Regions from separate parts of the Mus musculus genome. Here region 1 is linked to region 2. A link is a contact called in public HiChIP or PLAC-seq data. All regions are on one chromosome and are shown on one strand. Each heading gives the region's core, a stretch centred on a gene start, on an enhancer-like site or on the middle of the called end of the contact. The rest is flanking DNA. Distances are from core to core; before and after follow the strand shown.

Region 1 (6,737 bases), core at 155-2,654, 340 kb before region 2:
CCAGATCCACGTCTCACTTTCCCTTCAGAAAAGGGCGAGCCTCCAATGCCTATCAACCACACATGTTATATGAAGTTGTAATACGACTAGGCACCTCCCCCCATATTAAGGCAGGACGAGGCAACCCAGTAAGAGGAAAGAACCCCCAAAGCAGGCTCCCTCTGTTAGGAGTCCCACAAAGACACCAAGCAACACAACCATAATACATAGCCAGAAGGCCTAGGTTAGACCCATGCAGGCTCCCCGATTGTCGGTTCAGTGTCTGTGAGCCTCTGTGAGGACAGGTTTGTTGATCCTGTGGGTTTCCTATAGTGTTCTTGACCCTCTGGCTCCTACAGTCCTCCTCTCCCTCTTCAGTAAGATTCACTGAATTCCTTTTTTTTTTTTTTCTGTTTTTTTCGGGACAGGGTGAATTTCATTTTTAAACGTTGTATTGTCTCAGGAGACAGGCAAACAGATCTCAGTGAGTTAGAGGCCTACCTGGTCTACATAGCAAGATGCTTGCCAGCCAGGACTTCATAATGAGCCTGTCTTGTAAAGAAAATCAGATTTTGATTTGTTTTTATGATATTGACAGTTTAGTTTAATTCTCTGGCAGCGGTTTTTGTGTCACTGTAATGCAGTTAATTAAAAATTAAGTGACCTAGTCCATCTAATGCATGTCCATTGCCTTCTGTGAGCTAGGTAGATGGCAGCATTGTTAAATATGACCAGGGCTGGGCATGGTGCTACATGGTTTTAGTGCCAGTACCGGAAGGCAGAAGCTGCTGATTTTGTGACCAGTTTGGTCTACATAGCAAGTTTTAGTCAAAAACCATGTCCAGTGAGGCTGGGGTAATAATCAGTGAATAAAGTGCTGGCCTCACGAGCAGTGAAGCCCCAGGACCCGGATCAACACCAGAACCCATGGAGATTCCAGGTGGGTGCTGACCCCCTGGAGTCCCAGTGCTCTTGAGGAGCTGGCAGAATTTCTGGAGCAAATTAGCTCACAGATTACCTGTATCAGTGAGCTCTAGAGTCACCTGAGAGACCCTGCCCCACTAAATGACATAGAGATAGACTGAGGGAGACTCCTGACTCCTTGGCCTTTACATGCATGTCCACATGCAGGCATACCACCCATCAGTGTATACTCACACATGCAAATAGTGATACGTATAGATAGCACATCTACTTGAGAAACTTAAAGGAGCTGTGCATAATGGTACACACCTTTACTCCCAGCATCAGGAGGCACTTCTGAGTTTGAAACCAACCTAGACTAAATAGTGACTTCCAGGCCAAGGAAGGCTGTGCAGCTGTTTCAAAAAGAAAAGGGGGGAGGAGAAGTGCCTGTTTGTCACCCACACATCAATTTCCAAGTATCTTCTAACAGTCCATGATCTCAGCTCACTCTTCCTGCCTACATCCTGTCTCATGACTTTATTTCTTTTATTTTTGAGACTGGCCCCAGATGGCCTGGGGCTCTCTAGAGACCAGGCTGGCCTCAAAACTCAGAGATTTACCTCCGTTTGCCTCCCAAGTGCTGGGCGTAAAGGTGTGTACCACCATCCCTGGCCTTTCTTGTAACGTTTATAAAAGGTACTCACATGTGCATGCAAATACACTCCCATCTGACTTATTAAGCTCTCTAAACTTTGTTTCATTCCTATTACATATAAAACTCCATTTCCCTCCCCTTTCTTCTTTCAACCCAAATCAAAGCCTGCCTTGGACTAGTGTCCATGTATGATTTCTCTGTGAGTTCCAATTGCAATTATTACCTTAATCTTTATTGTCCTTTTAACGTCTTAAAATCCTTATTACACACATTTATTGTACATATAACATGTCATGGCTTGTGTGTGAGGTCAGAAAGCGAGTTTCTGGAGTGTGGGTCGTGGGAATCCAACTCAGGTTGTCAGGCTTAACAGCAAGCACTTTTACCTCCTGATCCATCTCACCAGGTCAGCTCTTTGGATTCTTTTTAGTTTTTGGTTAACACGTTTTATGTTTATTAAAATGGTCCAGTGTAACATCGATATATGCAGTGACATACGCTGATCAAATCCAAGCCCCTTTCTCCACTCCCATATTTCCCAGCTTCCAGTAATTATTCTACTTTCAGCTAATTTATTTCTAGCTTCCTTCCATCTAGGAGATAGAACGTAGCCAGGCGTGGTAATGTATAGTCTTAATCCCAGCAATCAGGAGGCAAAGGCAGGTGGATCTTGTGAGTTAGGCCAGCCTGATCTACAAAGTGAGGTCCAGGATAGGCAAAGCTAGGCAGTGAAACCCTGACTCAAAAACAGACAGACAAACAAAAAAGCAGATAAAAAAGAAAACAAATTAATTGCTCTTTTAAATTTTCTTAAATTAATTTTTAAAGCTGATACATCAGAACAAAAATGGTGATTTGTGATGTTTTGATTTTGGTTTATGTATATATTCTATAATTTTCAAATCAGGGTAAAGATATTCCTCTCCTCACCTCTCATGCTAGCCCAGAGTTTTGGCTTCTATGGATTGATCCATACCCTCAAACCATAGCCACTGGTATTTATGTCATTTCTAAAGGAATTGCAGGCTCTCCCAGAGCACAAACTGTCCCCCTCCACTCCAAGATGTTGACCATATGCCATAACCCAGAAAACTCGGGCAGAGTATTGAAAGAGTCCTTCCTTGGTTGGTTGAATGATATTAGGTAACAGGTTTGATTGTAAAACGAGCCTCTTACAGGCTCTGATCTTCGTAATTCAGATTGTTTACGAAAGGATATTCGACCCCCATCACGTCACCCACTGCCATAAGTTGCCATTTACCCAGGATACATTTAATCAGCCTAGGCCATGGAAGATCACGGAGTCTGATTTCTAACTTCACAGCAAAATGCAGTGCCAGTTGAGGTTTAGCCTCAAGTAGCATCTCTATCATTAGCAGGGCCATACCACAATGCAGGACAGGGCAAGACATGCCCTGGGATGAAAAGTCAGAGCTTTGTCAGAATACCAAGTATTTGTAGCCCACCCTCTTGAATTCAATCCAGTTCCTTTTGCCATTTTTCAAATACTATCAGATGGTACCTTGCTACCTCTTATTGCTGCTTGGCTACCCATAAGGCATGACACAAGATGTCCTAATATTTTAAGCCTGGCAAGATCAACTAAGAGGAGGTTCACTTGATTTGAAAGGGGTCAGATTAAGCCTCTCTATGAAGGATGAGGTCAGCACATGTGGTTTATTTTTATTTTTTGTTGTAATCAACAAGGCCTGTTTTGGAGACAAGGACTTACATCAGACAGGGATGAGGGTGGGAACACACAGTGACCTACTGCAGGCTGCTTCCTTGAAGGAAAACCAGCAGCTTCTCTAGAGACCTATTTATACAAAGGAACTCTCCCCTCCCTTCCAGGGCTACCTCTTCCCTTTCCAGCTCCTGCAATAGCCCTTCCATTCCCTGACTCCGCCCAAAGCGGAGTACCCTTGCTGTCCAGATTGTTGGGATTCCATGCTAACACCTCACTCTCTGGGCAGAAGGAAAGTCCTCCTGGGACCAGAGTAGAAGAAGTAGGCCTACCTCTGGCTTTCATTCCTATCTTATCAGAGAATTTCTAGTGGTCACAGACACATATACACAGTACCACACACAGATACATAAAGCCCAAGCCAGTAATGACGTCTCCCAGCCTGGCTGGTTCTACATATGGGTGTGACTGGGTCATAGTACAGGGAGGGCCTAAGTACTTAGATACTGGACTGCCAAACTCTAGTTATAAACCAGAGATCATCTCAAAACAGACAGTTGAGAAGGGAAAATACCCCTGACACCCGGAAGCTGAATTAGTACTATCAGGAAGCCTTGTTATGGCTAGTAACTGACCTGGCATTCATAGGTTCAAGTACTGTTTTGAACATAAAATCTCAGAACATTAGCATCACACAAGGCTCTGCATGACCACAATGAATCTAGACAAAAAAAAAAAAAAAAGACTTCTACATTATGTGCCTGAGGCAGAAACATGAACATCATGGGAACCACAGGAAATGACCAAAAAAATCCCTGAGCCTGGGTAATCTAACTGCCTGCTACTTCATTACCAATCATACATAGCTTTAGTCTTGCTCTACTCTACCCTGTTATTGGATAAGACTTGTTCAGATAGTCAACCCAGGAAGGGTGTGGCAATCTAGACCCTTAACCTCTGCACTTGGGAGGTAAAGGCAGGTGGATCTCTGTGTTCTGAACTAGTGAGTTTCAGGACATCCAGGGCTACTAATGAGACCCTGTCTCAAATATAAATATGAATAAATAAAGCCAAACCAATAATGGGAGGATGACTCCTGTTGCCTGGAAACAGCTAGTCCAGAGCTAAGACCAGCTTCCTTAAACCTTAAACCTTAAACCTTAAACCCAGCCAACATCTGCAAATCCTTTCGAGCACTCTCTTGGCTCCCATGATGTGCCACCTTCCTGGCTGCAACGAGCAATAAACACAGCCCATCTCACCACAAGGCTATTCTCCTGGGTCTTGGCTAGGAAATGCTGACAATTTGGAGACAAACGTGACCTCCCCAGCAGGTCCATTACCAGTCTCACCCTTTCTGACTCACCTTCCCTAGTCTCCGAGGAGCCCTCTAGGTCTGCATGTCACTTGAGGAAAGCTCAGGCAAGTTTCCACCCAAAGCTCTTTGTGGGGAGCAGTCAATATGGGTGTTGAATTTGGAAATACATACAGAGATTGGTGTAACATTTGTTACGTCTTTTCTGGCAACTCCTGCATATCATGTTAAGTCTTGGAGATAAGGAGATGAGTCATATATAGGCCCTGCCTTCAGTGGCTTTATAACCTGGTGGCAGACATAGACATGCCAAAGGGGACTGCCAGTGCAACACAAGTGCTGGGAGTATCCTGTGTGAATGGCAAATGAAACTTCATTGCCTCTCACATTGCTTTATTATCCTACTTCACTGACTAAACCATTTTCTGATTGCATCTGCTCTGTCATTCCCTGTGAACAAAACATGGAGTAAACAATGCTCAGTGAGAAGATAGAGTCTGAAGTCCTTTTGCCCAGCCTGGTTCCGTAGCTCTCTTCTGTTTTCTTCAAGCCTTTCACTCTCTTGCTTTCCTCCTGCCACCACACACTGCTTTACATTCTCAATGTGTTTCTTCCTCAGGTTGCAGCAGGTACTCTTTGTCTTTTCTGTTGAGGCAGTGGAGCACAGTGGAGCGAGTGTGCATGCATGGATGGGAGTGTTCTGCTACCCACTGCCTAGGCGCCGGCGCTCTAATATCCTCTACACTGTAGCTGTCTTCAGACACTCCAGAAGAGGGCGTCAGAACTCATTGCAGATGGTTGTGAGCCACCATGTGGTTGCTGGGATTTGAACTCAGGACCTTCGGAAGAGCAGCCCATGCTCTTAACTGCTGAGCCATCTCACCAGCCCCGGGTGTGAGTTTTAAATGTCTTTTTGTGTTTTATCTGCCCGTGGTCTCCATTACCTGAGCCCTAGAGCAGATGCTAAGAGAATCTGAAGCCTTTGGAAAATGTCTCCTCACCATGACTCCACTCCCCCTTTGGCTGAACTAGAGGTTTGGTGTTTTGTTCCAGAGCCAGAGTCTCACTGAAGCTCAGGTTTACTCCTTACTGGCATTAATGGCATAGCACATACATCACCACACCTGGCTATCTTCAGCTTTTATGGCCTTGGAATCTTTTGGTTTGCTTTGGTTTGGTTGTTTTGTTTCATTTTGCCCTACCCTCCACCCCCATAGGGTTTCTCTGTGTAGCCCTAGCTGTCCTGGTTCTCACTTTGTAGACCAGGCTGGCTTTGAACTCAGAAAGCCAGCTGCCTCTGCCTCCCAAGTTAAGGCTGGGCACCACCATCATCCAGCTGAGTCTTTTTTAACCTACCGGGTTTTCCCTTTAAAGGAGAACCTGACATCTTCAAAACCGATCTCTGAAACAGGGCATTCTTCTAGCCCCTAAAGTAATGTTTGGCTTTAAACCCAGAATCTACTCCCCTACCCACAAGAAAGCCGAAGCCCTTTTTTTTTCTAAAAAGATTTATTTGTTTATTTTATGTATATGAGTACACTGTAGCTGTACAGATGGTTGTGAGCCACCATGTGGTTGTTGGGAATTGAACTCAGGACCTCTGCTCGCTCTGGCACAAACATTTATTTATTATTATATGTAAGTACACTGCAGCTCTCTTCAGACACACCAGAAGAGGGCGTCAGATCTCATTATGGATGGTTGTGAGCCACCACGTGGTTGCTGGGATTTGAACTCAGGACCTTCAGGTAAGAGCAGTCTTACACACTGAGCCATCTCGCCAGCCCTCTGCACACATTCCTGCCCAGTCATTTAAGAGCACCAATCCTCCCCAAACACCTTACAGGGTTGGCAGGTAGAAAGCTACTCTAACCCCACGATGGTTCTCCATTTGATGTGAATATAGCATTTCAGAAAGCCTCCCCCATGCCGCAGAAGCCAAGAGCCTCATCTTTACGCCACTCCCTTACTGTTCGTCCATGGTCAATTCCACGCTGGCCATGGCCTTGGCAGCACCAGGCCTTGAAGTACAGTGTGATAAATGAGCCAGGAAGCTTGGGAACTTCTGTGCTGAGCTGTTAACGATACACATGCACAATGGGAAACTGTGTGCAGGGTAGGTGTGTGTGTGTGTGTGTGTGTGTGTGTGTGTGCATTCTAGTCTCATAATTTGCTAGGTAAAAAAATATGTTTTAGTG
Region 2 (5,771 bases), core at 1,700-4,199:
GATAAGAGCTCTTAAGAGGACACTGGGGTGGGATGGAGAAAGGCTGATGGATGAAAGTAGGAAGTGTCTCTCTGATAAACCCAGTCCTATCCCTCACTATCTTGAGGGATACATACATTAGACTTATTATCTGGACTGATGACTCTACTGAAATGTTCCCTCACGACATAGGCCTTAGCACTTTGACAATAATGTCCTCCAAGAATTTGTATATGATGTCTGAAGCTCACACTGGCTTTTCCTGCCTCTGAGCAACAGCACTGGATTAAGAGGCAGAGGACTTGGGTTCAAAGCCCGGTACCCCCAGTAATCCTATGTAAGACCTTGGACAAATCCTCTTTCCTGGCTAGACTTCCTTCTTTAAATGAGAGGGATGGGCTATCTCACTGGCCTCCCAGGATAGCAATCCAAGTCCCATAATATCAGAGCCTTGAGGTGCCTGGGTCCAGTCTGTTTTCTGGAATCTACCTGATGTAGCAGCAGGAAAGACAAGTCTGGACAGATCGATGTTTCCCATTAGCACTCGAGTATAGGCCTCCTGGTAAGGAAAGGAGAGGAAGAGGTAATATGAAGCACAGGAGGAGTGATAGGGGAATTTCCAGCTGCTTAGGTCTTAGAATAGATGGGAATGGAGGCCCAGGACAAGGGGTAGGAGACACATTCTCATGTGCCGTCACTCACTCAGGTTTTGGAAGATGACCAAATGAAGGTGGGGGGAAAAGGTGTTTCCAAAGCTGGGGCCAACTCCATGTGCTTCTCTTAGGCTCATATACAGGGGTCATAGTCATGTGCAGAGGAAATGTAGAGGGTAGTGACTGAGTGGGTGGCAGGCTCAAGTCTAGAATCCTGGCTTGGACACTCACTGACTTTCTCCCCTCTCTATTCCTTGGTGCCCTTATATTTAATAGGATGTTAGTGGTACGTGGTTGCTAAAGTCATAGGATAAAGTAGACTGACAATGAGCAGAAGCCAGTGAGCAAATGCTCAGGCAGAGGTAGCCTGCTTACTCCTATATTCCTCACAGGTAGGCTTGCAGTTTGCTATGTGGCCAAGGTTGGCTTTGAACAGTAAAAGTTTCCTGTCTTAACTGCCCCAGTATGTGCTACCATGCCTTAGCAACTTCCTTTAGCTTTCCTTAAGGTCTGAAGTGTGGGTTGGGTCTGATCATGTGGCAGAGCCTGTTTCCTGTTGGGGGAGAGAGAGATGGGCAGTGGTGACCTGTTCTGGTCACTGCTAGTGGCCATGTGGTCATATCATTTCCCCATACTCCTGCACTGGCTTGCCATTTGGGGCCCTGGGGAAACAGACTCCTCAACAGGCTAGTCTATGAGTTCCTGGAGGCCTGCACAACAGGGCTCCCCGTTCTGTGTTCCTGGTCTGCTGGCTGCATCTTAGCAGCTCCTTGGTCCACTCAGCACCCCGCCAGTGTCCTTGGTTCCACTCCAGCTGCGCAGACCTCCCTGTTTTTAGACCAGCTCTAGTTCTTTCGGATCTCAGATGCCCTGTGCTGTTTTTCTCCGCTAAAAAGAGTTTTCCCTCCCTTTTGCAGAGCACAGGCTAACCATCCAGATGGCCAATATCTGTACATTCATACACGGACATGACAAGAGGATGCACATGGCCTGAGGTCTTGGTGGAGGCCCGATTTTGCATTGGCTTTCCTGGTACTTTTTGTTTGACCTTGGGCAAACTAAATCACTTCTCTGGGCCTCGGTTTTACTCCTGTCAATTTGAAAGGGCTCTTGATGAGGTGATCACTTGGAGTAAACTGAAGGGAAAAATTAGGGTCCAGCACTTACCTTTTGGAAGGCAGTAGGAGTGCCCCAATGTACTGTTCTGGTGATATCTGTGGTCCCATCCCTGTGGAGAGAGAGAACTAATACATCTAATTCTGCTGAGGACTTGGGTGGAGGGCCCAGGGCCATGGTCTTCCTGTGTATTTTCTATTGTTTGTTTCTACTGGGCTTTGAGTGACTGGGCTGGAATAGGACATGTGGAAGGGCAAAAGGAAGAGAGAGAACTGGGCATGGTGGTGCAGGCCTGTAATCTTGGTATGCAGGAGAATTAGTTAGGAAGATTGTGATGGCAATGCCAGTCTGGGCTACACAGTGAGATCGTGTCAGGAAGAGGGAAAGGAAGAGAGAAAGAAAGAAAGAAAGAAAGAAAGAAAGAAAGAAAGAAAGAAAGAAAGAAAGAAAGAAAGAAAGAAAGAAAGGTTGATGGATGGGAGGGGGATAGAGGATAGGTACCACCATTAGAATCATATCTCAGCATCCACGTAACAAAGAGACTTAGTAGAGTTCTTAAGGTAAAAGTCACTATGTTCAGGGCATTGCCTATCTCTGTCTATCTGTCTGTCTGTCTGTCTATCTATCTATCTATCTATCTATCTATTTATCTCAATAAATTACAGATGGGAAGACTGAGGTTGAGAACGATGACAATATCCTAACCTTTCCACAGTCATAGCCCTTTACTATTTATAGGACACTTCTGCATCTCCCCACAGAGGGCAGCAGAGCAGGCTTCCTTATTAAAGATGAGGCCACTGAAGCCATTAGGCTGTGAGGTTGTCTCCTTCCCCAAGATTTGGTTAAAGCCAGGCTAGAGAAAATGCTGACTCCGCATAAGATGCTCTTGGCTATGGGCATGGCTTGGAATTCCATGAAAGTGAAGCCAGAGCCACCAGGTCCAACTCACAATCATTAGCTGTAGTGGTTCCCCCAGACAGGCACAGAGCATACCCATCCCATGGGGGAGGCATGGAAAAAGGGTCCCAGGACTCTGGGGCTTCTTGACAGTAGGTCATGGGGCATGGAGAACTTCTTCCTCGGGAGAGAAGAGGAAGTGAGGTGACTATTTCCCTACCTCACCCTCTTCTAAGCATGCCCCAACCCAACACGCCTCCACAAATGTACTTCCTCTTTACAGCCATCTCAAGTTCACACAGCATCAATCTAGTGAGAAGTACAGGCTGCTAAACTGAGCACATGGCAAGCTGGCTCCCCAACAGGTGTGCTATGAACAAGAGCCTCTGTCCTTGGTGCGTTCCACGGGATAGAAGTTGGGAAACCCAATAAAACTGCGAATGATTAGCCACACATTTCAAAGGAATATGGTTAGCTCATTAGGCATGATTGTCACACTGGAACTGTGTAGGTTAACACTGTACAAAAGAATCACTTCTAAAGGGCTTCGTCTTTTATCTGCCTCCATCTCCAACCTTACGTGGTCACTCATCTTGCCACAGGGAATGAGCTGGGTTTAACGACTCTGATGTGGGCTGTGTCTAGGGCTTGCTTGAGTGGGGGAGGATATAGGTGCTCACGTTTGTGCGGCCAGGCAGATCTGTGTAAATAATTTGCAGACTTGAAAAAAATTCCTTAAACAAGTCCAGTCTTTTCCTAATTCTCACCCAGGTGCTGCATGAGTGCCCCTATTATTCTAACCTCTGTGTGTTTTCTACTGTGCAGATGCCCACAATGGGAACACGAGAAGGCTGCTCAGGGCTTATTCAATACAGTTCCCTGCTTTAATCAAATGAAGACCTATGACTCAGGAAAGCCAGCTTCAGCCAGCCTCAGGAAACCCAGAATGCCTGAGCTGAGAGCTAGGCCAAGGCACAGTGGGGTGGGTATACATACCAGTATTGCCCCCCAGAATCCACCAGGTACATCTCATCTGAGGACAGCTTACGGTGCAGCTCTTTTGTTGGGCTAGGAATGAAAAACAAATACTGAGAGGAGAGACTCCGAACCCTGCACTGGGCAAACAGGGTGGAGCTGAGGACAGGGGCTAAGGAGAAACCGAAGAACTCCCTTTACTTGGGGGCTAGCCTTCCAGGCTCTCTGCTCTGGGGAAATCATCTGTACACATCTGCCAATCCTGGGAAGCACTTGGCTCTGACAGCAGCTGCAGCTGCTGTCTTAGTACACTTCTGTTTATCCTGCATATGGCTAAGCAGGACCTTGGTCCTTGGAAAGAGGAGCTAAGAGTTTCAGAGGCTACTTGGTTTGGCCATCTCTCCTCGAATAAGAACAAACCCACAGAGGCAAGAGGCTTGCACGAGGTACACAGCAAAGCAAAGAGGTTCTGGGCCTGAACTCTCTTTCTCTGTAAGTTCTTGATACATCCAAGAGGGCCCCAAGGAGCTAGTGCATAGGAAGAGAGGGGACTTTAAAAATAGGACTGGACAACAATATTTTAGGGGACTAAGGTATATCAGCTCTACCACTCTCGAGCTTCCATGGGCAAGGGTTGGGGAGGGGTCAGGGAGGGCGAACTCTTAGACATGCCAGGTCTTTCTCTGGAGGGCCTCTGACTCCTCTTTTGTCAAGTCCAGGCCAACTTGATGCATTTGGTTAATTTGGTCCTCCAAATTTTATCAGGCAGGCCTACCATGGTTTGTTTTCTGTGAGACCAAGTATTTGACTATCTTATATTTTGCACTCACTATAGTTGACAGAAGCTGAATAGACAGGCCTTTTCTCTGTGGGGTTTTGTGTGATTGTACTCATGCCTGAAATCACAAATTGCTAGCCTGACTGAGTTATGAAGCAAACCCCATCTCAAGCTAGCTGTGGTGGTGCACACATTTAATCCCAGCACTTAAGAAACCTTAGTCAGGAAGATTAGGAAACCCAATCTTGACTATGTAATGAGTTTGAGACTAGCCTGGGCTACATGAAACATTGTCTCAAAAACAAAAACAAAAACAAACACCACCACCACTACCAACAACAAAACCCTCCAAAAAACCACCAACCAAAAAAAAAAAAAAAACAAAAAAACGAAAAACAAAACAAAAACAAAAACCCAAGTCAATAAAACTATTTCTGAAAAAAAAAACAACCATAAAAATTTCACAGAAAGAGTTTCTAACAGAAACTGTGCTTTCCTTGAACCCTAAAGACCCCAGAAGCACTCAAGCACTCCCCAAATCCCTGCTTTTTGGGAACAAAAGCCATTCTCAGACCTATTAATTTCAAGGAGATTTCGAATGGCAAAGGAGTCCCTCCCTTGACTACCCACAGTCCTGAAGGCCCCAAACCTTAAATGTTGACTCAAAGCTCAGAACATTCCCTTCCCAACCCAGGTCCCCTCTACTCACAACCATGACCCCTGGTCACAAGCACTGTAGAAACTTCTTTGTTCTGAAGTACCTGTAATGGGCCAGGGCGGCATTCAGGCCACTAGCAGAGATGGTTTCAAAACTGGGTCCAGAGGAGAAGTTTTCATTCCTAGGCAAGGCAAGGTAAGGAATGGGCAGAGAATGGCGCACGGACTAGGCTGTGACTAGGATATGTCGCACAGCAAATGCCCAGCTGCCTTCACCCCAACCTGACTCCATTTACCTCTCCCTGCCCCACCTCTGCCAGCTTTGTCCTGTCACATATACAGAGAACACTCATGCACAGAGAAGGATAGATTATGGACACCAATTCTTGACCTTTGCCTCTACTTTCCTTACGGGAGAGAAGAAAGGCAATTCCCTGTATCTGAGAAACATCCCACCCATGTGCTATGTCTTGCACCTCAAACATAGATGCTATGCAAGCTGCCTCAAGAAGCCTTCTTTCTACTGGAAGCTCCTAAGAGTCCCAGGGGCCCCCTGGCCTAAGCAGGCCTTTCCCAGGGAGAAGGAGCTGTGTCTGAGGCGTTCGCTAGGGGGTGCTGTTGGGTTGTCCCCACTTTCAGCAGGGCTGGAGAATATCCTCCAACACCCCAAGCACCGCTCCCAGACCACCCACGAACCTGTCAATCTCACTTCC

Evidence for each region. HiChIP or PLAC-seq counts read pairs in DNA pulled down with a chosen protein or histone mark.
Region 1: an H3K4me3 HiChIP or PLAC-seq map of the 230-238 cell line shows a contact between it and region 2, with 4 times the contacts expected there. The contact joins two enhancer-like sites. A contact is called at or near these places in 9 of 39 promoter capture datasets (the C10 cell line, the HPC-7 cell line, cranial neural crest and 5 more) and 2 of 115 datasets of contacts at active chromatin or transcription factors (the 230-238 cell line and large pre-B cells).

Annotation. Positions count from the first base shown.
Region 1 is chrX:48,464,423-48,471,159 of GRCm38.p6, reverse strand. No RefSeq gene overlaps it. Among named protein-coding and RNA genes, the nearest start is that of Elf4, 13 kb to the right of the region's middle. Within about 2 kb of position 1,404, at least 5 of the 459 cell types and tissues checked have an H3K27ac peak or open chromatin away from gene starts, as enhancers often do. A contact at or near this core is called in the 230-238 cell line, where this site is marked.
Region 2 is chrX:48,124,814-48,130,584 of GRCm38.p6, reverse strand. Xpnpep2 (X-prolyl aminopeptidase (aminopeptidase P) 2, membrane-bound) reads right to left here. Exons shown (of 21, transcript NM_133213.2): 13 at 5,163-5,240; 14 at 3,645-3,716; 15 at 1,800-1,860; 16 at 469-538. Among named protein-coding and RNA genes, the nearest start is that of Sash3, 19 kb to the left of the region's middle. Within about 2 kb of position 2,949, at least 81 of the 459 cell types and tissues checked have an H3K27ac peak or open chromatin away from gene starts, as enhancers often do. A contact at or near this core is called in the 230-238 cell line, where this site is marked.